3 separate regions of the Mus musculus genome follow, and regions 1 and 2 are each linked to region 3. A link is a contact called in public ChIA-PET and Hi-C data. All regions are on one chromosome and are shown on one strand. Each heading gives the region's core, a stretch centred on a gene start, on an enhancer-like site or on the middle of the called end of the contact. The rest is flanking DNA. Distances are from core to core; before and after follow the strand shown.

Region 1 (3,642 bases), core at 604-3,103, 350 kb before region 3:
ATGCTTTTCAGGGGGTTCCATGTATTAGCCAGGGTTCTCTAGAGTCACAAAACTTATGGGTATTCTCTATATAGTAAGGAAATTTGTTGATGACTTACAGTCTGTAGTCCAACTCCCAACACTAGTCAGCAGCAGCTGCGAACAGAAGTCCAAGGATCTAGCAGTCGCTCAGTCCCACCAGGCAAGCAGGCCAAGAGAGAGAATGAATATTCCTTCTTCCAATGTCCTTATATAGCTCTCCAACAGAATGTGGTCTCGATTAAAGGTTCGTGCCACCACGCTTTTAATCCCAGATGACCTTGAACTCAGAGATCTCCCTGTCTTAATCTTCTGGAATTCATAGCCACTATGCCTCAAGATCTCCATGCCAAGATCCAGGTCAGAAACCTGTATCTCCCAGCCTCCAGATTAGGATCACTGGTGAGCCTTCCAATTCTGGATTGTAGTTCATTCCAGATATAGTCAAGTTGACAACCAGGAATAGCCACTACAGGCCACTTTGAAGAACTGGAGAACAACAGGACCTGGGGCTCTGGGGTTTTCTGAAGTTATATGTTTCTGTTTCTAGTATGTATTAGTGTTCATATCCATAGGACATTTACATGTTATACACACACACACACACACACACACACACACACCCCTAAACAGATATAAGAAATTGGCTCATGTGGTTAACGAAGCTGACAAGTTCTGGGGTCTGCTGGGAAAGTCGGCACACTGGAGACCGGGTAGAGCTGATACAGTCTTTATGCTGAGAACAGTAGACTAGAAACCCAAGTGAGTCAATGTTTTGGATGTCGATGCTCCAGTTAAGAGTCTATGGAGGAAGAATTCTTTCTTACCCCAAGGAGGGTCAGTCAGCCATTTGCTGGGGTTGCAATGCTTTTATTTGTACACACAACAGACTAAACTTTTTTGTTTTCTAAGAAAATAGAGATCTTACTAATGTAAGTAACTGCATAAACAAAAATATTCAGCTTTCTTAAGAAAAAAAAAACTTAGTCATCTGCTGTTTGCATGCAATGTCCTAATTACAAATTATTTTTAAAATCTCATTATAAAATGGAAAAAAAAGGAGCATTTTTCTAAAAGCATTATGTTATTTAGGCTGAGTCCCTTATGGTCACCAAAAGCTGAAAAAGGAAAAAGCTAGTTAAACAGTAGAAATGACTTAACAAATCTCTGGCTTCTAAAGGATGTTCTCTGAACTGCCCGTGGGCGTCCACTGTGTTCGGATCAAGCTTTCTAAACTTTCATGGAATGGAAGCAGGGCTTATTTAGGGGGAGCACACCATTTTGCAAAAGTGAATTGCGGTAGTGACAGAGTTTTTATTTGCAAGCGACTTCTTTCTTCCCTTGTAAAAAGATCTCATCTTTGATGTGTCTTTAAGAAAGTCAGAAAACACAGATGAACCTGAGAAAGCTAATACTGTCCACCACATCTAGGAGACACCTGACAGTCTTTCGATGATTTATCTTAAGAGGATCCTTGGTCCTGTGAAGGCTCTGTGCCCCAGCAGAGGAGAATGCCAGGGCCAGAAAGCAGGAAGGAGTCGGTGGGTTGGGGAACAGGGGGAGGGAGGAGGGGATAGGGGATTTTCGGAGGGGAAACTAGGAAAGGGGATAACATTTGAAATGTAAATAAAGAAAATATCTAATAAAAAGAAAAAAGAAGCTGGGCATGGTCGCGTATGCCTTTAATCCCAGCACTCAGGAGGTAGAGGCAGGCAGATTTCTGGGTAAAAAAAAAAAAAAAAAAAAAAAAAACGCAGGAAAAAAAAGTGTGAAAAAGTGTGGTTTTTCTTTTCCGTTGATTCTGCACAGGAAGCTCTGGTTCTCACACTTGCAAACAGTCATTTCCCTAACTGAGCTATGTCCAGCCCCCTGCTGTCTTTTAAATACCAGTTGTTAAGGAGCTGAATAGGGCAACCCTTAAGCACTAAAAAGAGAGATTTCTTTGTTTATGAAAAACAAATGAACAAAAACAATTATTATATTCTCAGGAAAATATCTCTAAACTGGAAACAAGTGACTCACAAATGATGACAAGAGTTAAATGTTTACATGTTATATTTGCGTTTTATAGCTAAAACTCTCTTTATGATGCACATGCCTATGGGTATGTTTTGAAGGTGTTGTAGCTAGTGTTGCCATCTCTGTTCAGAACCTTTTTGGCACCCTGTAGCAATTAGCAGCAATTTCATGGGTTCCTTCCCAGGTCCTGATAACTACCAATTGAATGTCTTTCTCTGGATACTGACCTATTCCTGCAGTTTATATAAGTGGTAGTACACAACCATGGCTTTTCTGCTCCAGCATGTCTCTCTTTAAAAAAAAAAATCTAATTTTTTTATTAGGTATTTTCTTCATTTACAAATGCTATCCCAAAAGTCCCCCATACGCCCCCCCCCCACTCCTCTACCCACCCACTCCCACTTCTTGGCCCTGGCGTTCCCCTGTACTGGGGCATATAAAGTTTGCTAGACCAAGGGGCCTCTCTTTCCAAAGATGGCCGACTAGGCAATCTTCTGCTACATATGCAGCTAGAGACACAAGCTCCGGGGGTACTGGTTAGTTCATATTGTTGTTCCTCCTATAGGGCTGCAGACCCCTTTAGCTCCTTGGGTACTTTCTCTAGCTCCTCCATTGGGGGCCCTGTGTTCCATCCAATAGCTGACTGTGAGCATCCAATTCTGTGTTTGCTAGGTCCCGGCATAGCCTCACAAGAGACAGCTATATCTGGGTCCTTTCAGCAAAATCTTGCTGGCGTATGCTATGGTGTCAGCGTTTGGAGGCTGATTATGGGATGGATCCCCAGGTGTGGCAGTCTCTAGATGGTCCATCCTTTCGTCTCAGCTCCAGCATGTCTCTTAGGGTAATGTTCTCATTTCATTTAGCCTGGCACACACCTTTAATCCCAGCACTCAGGAGGCAAAGGCAGGCAGATTTCTGAGTTCAAGGCCAGCCTGGTCTACAGAGTAAGCTCCAGGACAGCCAGGGCTATACAGAGAAATCCTGTCTTGGGGGGGGGGGGGGAGGGAAAGAAAAAGAAAAAAAAAAAATCAAGTTTCATCTATGTAGCAACAAATCAGCTCTCCCTTCCTTTTTATGTTTAGATAATATTCTGAAGTGTTACATTTTACTCATACATTCAGCAGTCGATTCTTTCTACTCTCCAGATGTTACAAATAATACAGCCAAAACAGTTTACAAGGTTTCTTTGTTCATTAGTTTGTTTGTATAAAGTGTCTTAGTATTTGTGATGTACTTTCAAACCTCTTGTCTCACTGGCCCTCACAAATACTGTGTGGAACAAGACAGTCTCATTTATTTTATTTTATTTTATTTTATTTTTTTCAATCTGACATGATTCTTTCAAACCGGCTATCTCAGTTGTTTTATTGTTGCCCCTCCTCCCACACAGTGCGACAAAGGACATCAAGAGCACCAGAAGGAGGGCGTCAGAAAGCCTCTGGGGACAGGAATCTCCCTGCGTTGCAGACACTTCTCCAAGAACTGCTTGAGACGTATGAAAGAGCCCATCTGTCCTGAGCTCGTGATGGCCTCAATTCTGGGCAAGTAGTCCTCTTGGATGAAAAGTATCATCTTCCAGAACTGGACCTGGTTCTGCTTCATGAG
Region 2 (3,888 bases), core at 593-3,092, 350 kb after region 3:
GAATAATATTATGCATTGGATTTATTTTTCCCAAGTTTAACTTAAAAACAAATATATAAAATCAAAGGACAGTCCTAGTTATTATTTAAGTATTAGGAAGCTGACCTGAAGATTACTGCTTTTATAATTGGCTGGTGCATAAAGATATTTTCATAAGGAATTACTTATGAATTGATATATTTAATTCCAAAGAAAGCAACTTGCAAGCCGAAACTATTTCCAGTAAAAGTTAATGGGTGAAAGTGACCTGAAAATTGTAGAGACCACTGTGCAATAATATGGACATATTTTCTCACTAACTGGTATATTATTTCCATAGTAGTCCTCCCCCTCTTCTTTCTTTCTTAATTTCTTCCCATCCTTTCTTCATTCCTTTACTTCCTTTTTCTTCTTGTCTTATCATAATATACAATAAGATCCTGAAATCATCATATCCATACAACATATTTTTTAAAATATATTTTTGTCATTTACTCTGAGGAAACACAAGCTTAAAAACTGAATATGTCTGTCTGTCTGTCTGTCTGTCTGTCTCTCTCTCACACACACACACACACAAACACAAGTACATAAATATATTGTGTATGTGTGGGCAGAAGTATATACACACGTGTCAATCACAGTGCATAGCATAAGCTATATGCATAGATTCAGTGGAATATTAAGAAAAGAATCTAGAGTCTCTTTGGGGAAGTCAAGAAATACAATGACTTTAAATCATTTCTGCAGTGAGTCTAAAGGAGATCGGAGCACATATGCCGTAATCACTGTACATTTGATTTTGGTTAAAATGTTATAGTACAAGTGAGACCTTTGTTCTGTGTACGTGCCCTGTGCACGTTCCAAGTGGGCTAGTTTTATTCTCATGCCATGGGAGCAGGTGGCATGAAGCTGTTTTGATGAGGTTAAAAGGCTCCTCCCCCCATTCCGCAAGCAGCAGCCTGAAGTACGTCAGCAGTAATTGTGTGCATGGCTCTCCCGTGCAGGATGGGTGGAGGCAAAATTGATATCAAATAAGGGCATCAAACTGAGATCTGAGAGTTCCGTTTAAGTTGTTACTCGTTTTTATTAGCCCCACCAGAGTGAAAACCTTATAACTTAAATATCCTCCATACAAGAACAATAATTCTGATAGATTTCAATTTTTTTTTCTCCAAAAAGACTGATTTCGTGCTCTGTAGTGGATGTAAATGAAGAGGTTTCTTTATCCTCATTTTCTTTTATTATTGATAAATCAGACTTTAGTTCAATTAGATAAAAGAGAGAGGTTCTCTTGTTTGGACTTGAGGCCTTTAATGAGGATGGGAGCCCCTGGGGAGCCGAAATCGGTTCTGCTTTGGGGGTTTCTTGCCATTTCTTTAGTCCTTCTTTCCTTTCCAGTGGGCCTAGGGTGTGGGAACTATCCAAGGTGCTAGGATTCTGGCAGCTCTGCTGCTCAATGCAGGCAGATTGCAGAAGCTGAGATTACCGCTTATTTGAGAAGGTACGTTCTTTGTTTCAGAATCCCTGATTAATCAGCAGCAGCAGCAGCATCAACAGACTAAGGCAGCTGGAGAGAAGAGAGAAAGAGGGAGGGACGGAGGAACGGAGGGAGGGAGGGAGGGAAGGAGGGAGAGAGAGAGAGAGAGAGAGAGAGAGAGAGAGAGAGAGAGAGAGAGAGAGAGAACACACCAGAGCCAGCCAGCGCAAGCTGGTTGTCATGGGGGAGGGACGATGCTACCAGCCAGGCTTCTCCAAACCTTCTGTATGTATGCAAGGAGAAAGAGCATCTCTGGGGCTGAAAGGAGACATTTAGAGAGGATGTGTCTGATTTTTGTTTCCATTTATTTTTTTTCTTCACAGAACATGATCAAATGAGGTACCTTAGCCAGCTTGGTGACTGCTTCGGGTCTTGTAATCATCTGTGTAGCAAAGTGGGTAAAATCATTCAGTTTCGTCCCTGCTGGACCTGGAAGGAGAGGGGCTGTGCGCTCATCCCCACCCATTAGCTATGCCCTCTTTTCTCCGAATGTCGATTTAACGAAGCAAGCACCTGTCTTCTGCCACTGCCTCTTCCTTGCAAACTTTAAAAGGCATTTTATCCGATAGAAAGAACAACGAAAATGCTCTGATCTCTAGTGATGAAGAATCTTGGATTCGACACTTTTCACATCCAGATATAATGCACTTTAATTGAAGAAATACTGAACTGAACCTACAAGTCTCTTTCTTATGGTGCTGGATTACTCCTCCCGAACTGCCCCGAGACCAGCCCTGAGAGAGGGCTCTGACAGACCCAACTCACCTCCTGACTATTCCACTTAGTTCTCCCCCGGGGACTTAATTTTTGGTATGTATCTCATTTTTCAGATTCTATAAGCATGCTAATTGAATCTAGAACTAAGGAGAGGAGGCAATTGATTATGAAATGGGATGAATTTTAGTTAGGGATACTTAATGCTGAAGTTTGCATGTTTTATTAGGTGGAGCAGAAATAAAGCTGCAACACGGGCATCCACACTGTTAGTGAGCCCCTGGCTATTTTTAATCCCGTACCCACTTCGTGATTACCATGGAAATGGTAAATGGATTTTCATTAGTAAAATAAGCCATGTTGAATTATTAAAAGAATTGGAAGTATTTCCATGTCATTAATTACTATTCGCGTTGTGCTTGCTGCTATTTATCTTAATTCCATATCATAAATATTTTACAATAGGCTCAGTTCACTGGTGTCAGCAGTGAGAGCCCAGTTTTGCATTTTCAGAAAGAAAGATATGTACTCTACCAAAACATTTCCAAATTGCTAGATATACTTTGAAGGTGAAATTGCTTATTTCTGGCTGATTCCAAATAGACATTTTTTTCCAGAAAATGTGTTTAAATACAAGCCAATATCTGGAAGGTGTCCTTAGTCTTACCAAAATGTACATCTGCAGTAGAACTTTAGGTGGCCTTGCTTAACTTGGGACATGTACTTATTTCATTGAAATAACTCCAGTATAATTTTTCAATCTACCCAGGAGTATTTTCAATACTTGGAATATTGGCACATCTGGGAAAATATTGTATTTTAAAATGTTCATTTTTACTGAAGAATACTAAAGTTGTTTTTGTAGTAAAGTAGTACATTTACTTTTCTAAATGTAGTGAAAAATATAAAGGTATTTAATGGAAGAGATTAAAGGGTGTAATTATGATAAATTTAGTATCTATGAATTTATATTCAATTAGCAGAGAGTAATAAAATAGAGAGCAAGAACAAAAACTCAATCTCCTAAATTTTCATATTTTGGCTATGCTCCAATTCATTGATGTATTATAAAGCATCAACTTAACAAAGAGAAAACAGGAGTCAGACATGTACAAATGGTTTTGTTTTTCTTTGGAAAGTAGAACATACTTTTTTTCTAATATAAAAGATAATTTATATTAGGCAAAAATATAATATAAAAAGATAATTCTGTGAAGGACATTTAATAGTTAGGGAATTGTGAAAACAGACCTTTGAAAAATACTACAACTTTGCAAAAGACTAGAAGAGTTGTGAAACTTGAATGGTTTGTAAAGTTGTGTAGAAGTGTCAAAATCTCAGGGTAAACAATGGTGCCTATTGTTTAAAATCAATCAGTCAGTCATAGACTCCCAACTCAATTAGATGGCTCCCACTCTAGATCCAGTCAGCAATTTATTAAAGTCACTGTATCTGCTTTGCAAATACTGCCTTGTAAGCGTCTGGAACCAACTGGCCCAAGGCTCCACAAATTCCCTCAGCCACTGGCTCTTTGCTTGAGCCTCTGATATAAGAGAGGATATATGCAATGTTTTAAAACCTTTGGTAAAAGACACCATGACAGGCTAGAAGTTAGGGAAATGGCTGGTACATGATTTTATTGCACTTGTATGATC
Region 3 (4,184 bases), core at 23-2,522:
ACTATCCTGATGCTCTGTTCTTCTCTCCTGGAAACAAAATCCAAGGCCTGGAAAATGGATCAGTCAACCACCATGAAGGGACATCACAGAAAACATTTCAGGTTTTGGAAGACAGGCCCAGGAAGACAGGGCACTGACTTGCTGCAGGGCACTGTTCTCTGTGGTGGGAAGTCTGATATGGTCTTTGTCTCAGAAGATGCCCCACTCAGAAGATGCCCCACTCAGAGTCTTATCACAGCAAGCTGGTCTTAGTGAATCACCAGCTTAAAGACTTCACAACAATGAACATTAGTTGAAATAAAAAGGCATACAATGATAATGATGTAGTTGTCAAAAAAATCTTGTAGCTATATACAAAGTAGAAAAGATAGACATCTAAACTCCTTTTCTTGCTCCTGAGAGGAAAGACCTCAGAGGCCCCAACACAAACATACCAACTAGGGGTATTCAGTTCAGATATCCTTAAAGTGGCTACTTTCTTATCTGCCAGAGAGGAAATAAAAAATTGAAAATCAGGTTGACCTAACATATACAGAATAACTTATAGCTTAATTCTTTAACTTATAGAAATAGTTTAATTCTTTCTTTTCTTTTCTTTTTGTTTTTTGGAGGCAGTTCTGCAACATATTTGACATTAATCAGGTTAGTTATCATACCCCTTGACCGTCTGTAGATTTCTGAATGTGGTAACAGGTATGTAAATTTTTAAAGTGTTTTAAATATTGAGGTCAAGGCCACCAGTGACCATGGTGCTCACTGGAAGTCATTGCTCACCGGAAGTCATCTGCGGTTATGACTGCAGGACCTGTGTGGTTTCCTTTTGCAATAAAATATTCATATTAGAGGTTTTAATGTTGATTAAAAAAAACCTTTAAAACAGAACACATTTTCAATAATCCTGGGTTTCAAAGAGAAGGCTTGCAACTTCTGTAAAGAAACTCAGTCATGTCAAAAGCTGAGCGAGAAGCTGGAACATCAGGCAACTAATGGGGACACCATATCTGTACACAAGGTACCACAGGCCTAACTTATTCTGAAAGAAAGCTGCAGAAAGCTGCAGCTGCTGTGGGGCAGAAGTTCCTGAAAGTCCGGCCAAGACTCAGCCATAGACTGCTTGCTCAGATGGGTGAAGTCCTAGGCTCTGTCTTCAGATGTGGGAAAGTAAAGAGAGACAGAATGAAAACAATATGAGCCATTCACAGGATGTGCCCAAAGAGAAAACCGCAGCAGGGCTGACTCTGTGCAGCCATACACGGCCCAGCAGAAGAGTAACAAAGTTCCTGCTAAATCCACTAGGCAGGAAGTACAAGTAGGACCTGAAGGTGACGTCGCATGGTACAACCTCATTGCTACCAAGAACAATCCAGTATTAGTAGGCCTTGTGTCCAGATTTCTCAGGAAATACTCCATTTATTCAGACTTGCTGTTCATAAGCAGGATAAAACCGCTCCCTTCAGTTACACAAAAGGGGACTTGGAATACAGACATCAGGATTTGACACGGGTTATGTTGAAAGCTAATGGTTAAAGACCCTCCGTCTGGGTTTTATAATTACTCTGATCCAAAACATGATGGACAGCCATCAGACTTGATTCCTTCACAGCAACTGGAGACAAGAGTTATTCTGAACAACGCTTTGGTTTTAAAAAGAGGTCTGGAAAACATTTGCAGGCATGCCTGTGCACTAGTACGGGAGAATGCATACAGCAACCAAAAGACGTTCCTAAGTTCTTTCCAATTCAGCCATAATGTCATGCTGAATTCCATCTGCCTCCACTTTACTTGCAAATTAAAGACAATTCCTTAATCCTTTAATGTATTTATAAGGTAACATGTGTTTTCTCTGTTTTATACTCCATGGCTGAAAAACCAGAATGTCAAGAGGACTCTAATTTTACATCAGATAAGCCAAACGAGTTTCTGGAACATACCAAAGCTGACAATTGGTGCTCACTTATCTCATTCAATACCTGTAACGAATTACTATAATAATGTGAGCCATGGTGGAGCAGTGCTCTGCAGACAACGCAACTCATCCCTTGTCTTTTAAAAATAATCTTCGTAAAACACACACACAAATTAGCTGTGGTGACTATGGCCTCCATTTTTACCGAAAGAAGGTTGCAGCTGTTTACGGTTCTGCTGTTAAAGGACATCACCTGGAAGCCCTGGACATGCAAGAAAGCATAGACATGTAGTCTCCTGACCAGCTACAATAGGGTTAAATGAAATCTCAGTCCTGATCAATACCTGGAGTTAACTCACATCAGACACTGTGCACTTCATTGTCTTGTTAAGATCAAACTCTTCTTCTTTCTACCCCAAAAGCAGAATGTTTAGCTCTCAATAGAAAAAGAACCTGGTGGATGAAGGGGATCAGCAGAGTCTGCTAACTGCAAATATCCCTTGATTTCTCAGAAGTAGATTTATTGTTGCTTTTATGGGATACTCGAGTGGTGGCAATTCTTGCCAATCTCCAAAATAGGTCTCTAGTTTCTTTATTCTCTTTTCTGTGGACTTCAGTAAGCTGCCACTTAGACAATAGCAAAAATTTAGTAATTCAAAATTTCCCAGAGGTCAGCCAGAATAAAAAAATATTATTTGTAGTAACAAATATGAAATACAGCTTAAAGGCTCAACAGAGGGGGAAAAATGTCGACAGCTGAAGGAAAAAATTCCCCATATTAATTGTACACTTTAAACTGTCTTATTCTTTGTCACTAGGAATATTTTATGATGTCATTTATTCCCTAGGCATAGCAGATGTCAGGGCAGTCCAAAAACTTTTCTTAAGTATCTTTTGGAATTAAAGAAAAATTTTGAGATAGAATTTTGGATAATTCTTTGTTTATAAAAAGTTTGGTTGGTTAAAAAAATTCAATTATTTGGAAGAATGTTCTCTATTAGAGGTTTTTAAAACTTAAAATATGTTGTATATTAAAATATTATTACTAAGTCTATTCCTTAGTTTGAAATGGGTGAGATTAAATCTTACATTTACTATGAAGTTTGCTATTAAACTCTAGTTTGTGCATGTACTTTACTCGGGGATGCCCACCATAGCTTGCACACGCACCCTCTCATGTTAGGCTTCTGTCATTAAGGAGTCCAATGCATTCTTTCTCCTGATAGATACAGCACAGCTAAAGCAATTAAGTTTCTCTTTCATACTTTTAGTTCCTTGATTAGTCTTAGCTTTGTCATGTGTGGATTTAGTACTTTCTTAATATTTTTGGTTCTCTTTAGAGTTTGGTCTTGCTTGAATTTTCTTCTTTAGTATTAGGTGTAAAACTTTCGTGTGTACGACATCCACTAGGTTCATTGTAGAATGTCTGTATTCATTCTTGCTACCATTTTTACAGACACTTTTAAAAATCTGCTTCTTGTCATGTGCTAGTGTACAAGCGTGTGTGAGTGTGTGTGTACAGGTAGGTGTGCATGTGTGAGTGTGCATGTGTATGTGTATAGAGGTGACTGTGTGTGCAAGTGTGCATGTATGCACATGTGTGTGCGTGCATGTGTGTGTGTGTGGGTACAGGTGGCTGTGCATGTGTGAGCATGTGAAGTGCAGAGGACAACGTTGGGTGTCCACCCTCAGCAGCCATTCACTTTGCTTTTCGAGACAGGGTCTCTCACTGGACTGGGGTTCTCAAGCAAGCTTCACTGTCTGTCCAGTGAGCACATGGGTTTACCTGTCTCCAGCTCCTGGGGTGCTGGGGTGATAAGCACATGCTGCCATAGCGTTGCTTTTAATGTGGGTTCTGGGGATTGAACCCAGACCCTCATGATTGCAAGGCAAACACTTTACGGATTAAGCTATATGCCTTGCCCTCTTTTACTCCTCCTAAAGATCTTAACATAAACTCCAGCAACTAGAGGCAAGGGCCTAAACCAATGTCTATCATATGAATCTTTCCATGAATAAAACGTCTTCTCAGCTCTTGGGTGCTGGTGCTGTGCAGGCTAGGGCTGAACACCTAATGATTACCCAAGATCCTGTGAGTTTATTATATTGCACAACATTATTAATAATGGTCTTTTTAAAAAATCTTTCTAATATAGCCAATAAACAAAACAAAGATTTTTCTCAAATTGTCCCTACAGTTGCTGGAAGATGGCCAACATATAGCTCATTTGTAAACTAAGGCCACCTTCTCCCAACAACTAGAGCAGGGACTGTCCCT

The links. Hi-C and Micro-C count contacts between places; a contact is called where the count stands out from the background. ChIA-PET counts read pairs in DNA pulled down with a chosen protein or histone mark.
Region 1: an RNA polymerase II ChIA-PET map of memory CD8 T cells shows a contact between it and region 3, with 72 read pairs. The contact joins two enhancer-like sites. A contact is called at or near these places in 1 of 39 promoter capture datasets (liver) and 2 of 115 datasets of contacts at active chromatin or transcription factors (effector CD8 T cells and memory CD8 T cells).
Region 2: a contact with region 3 is called in a Hi-C map of the N1E-115 cell line, with 2.0 times the contacts expected there. The contact joins the promoter of Nyap2 here to the enhancer-like site in region 3. A contact is called at or near these places in 1 of 484 Hi-C or Micro-C datasets (the N1E-115 cell line), 1 of 115 datasets of contacts at active chromatin or transcription factors (large pre-B cells) and 1 of 9 other capture datasets (pancreatic islet).

The regions. Positions count from the first base shown.
Region 1 is chr1:80,379,663-80,383,304 of GRCm38.p6, forward strand. It overlaps the pseudogene Gm6189. Among named protein-coding and RNA genes, the nearest start is that of Gm39667, 41 kb to the left of the region's middle. Within about 2 kb of position 1,854, at least 27 of the 459 cell types and tissues checked have an H3K27ac peak or open chromatin away from gene starts, as enhancers often do. A contact at or near this core is called in memory CD8 T cells, where this site is marked.
Region 2 is chr1:81,075,565-81,079,452 of GRCm38.p6, forward strand. It overlaps Nyap2 (neuronal tyrosine-phophorylated phosphoinositide 3-kinase adaptor 2), which reads left to right and starts at 1,843. Exons shown (of 7, transcript NM_001356397.1): 1 at 1,843-2,329.
Region 3 is chr1:80,729,604-80,733,787 of GRCm38.p6, forward strand. All of the region lies in intron 1 of Dock10 (dedicator of cytokinesis 10), which reads right to left. Among named protein-coding and RNA genes, the nearest start is that of Dock10, 27 kb to the right of the region's middle. Within about 2 kb of position 1,273, at least 34 of the 459 cell types and tissues checked have an H3K27ac peak or open chromatin away from gene starts, as enhancers often do. A contact at or near this core is called in the N1E-115 cell line and memory CD8 T cells, where this site is marked.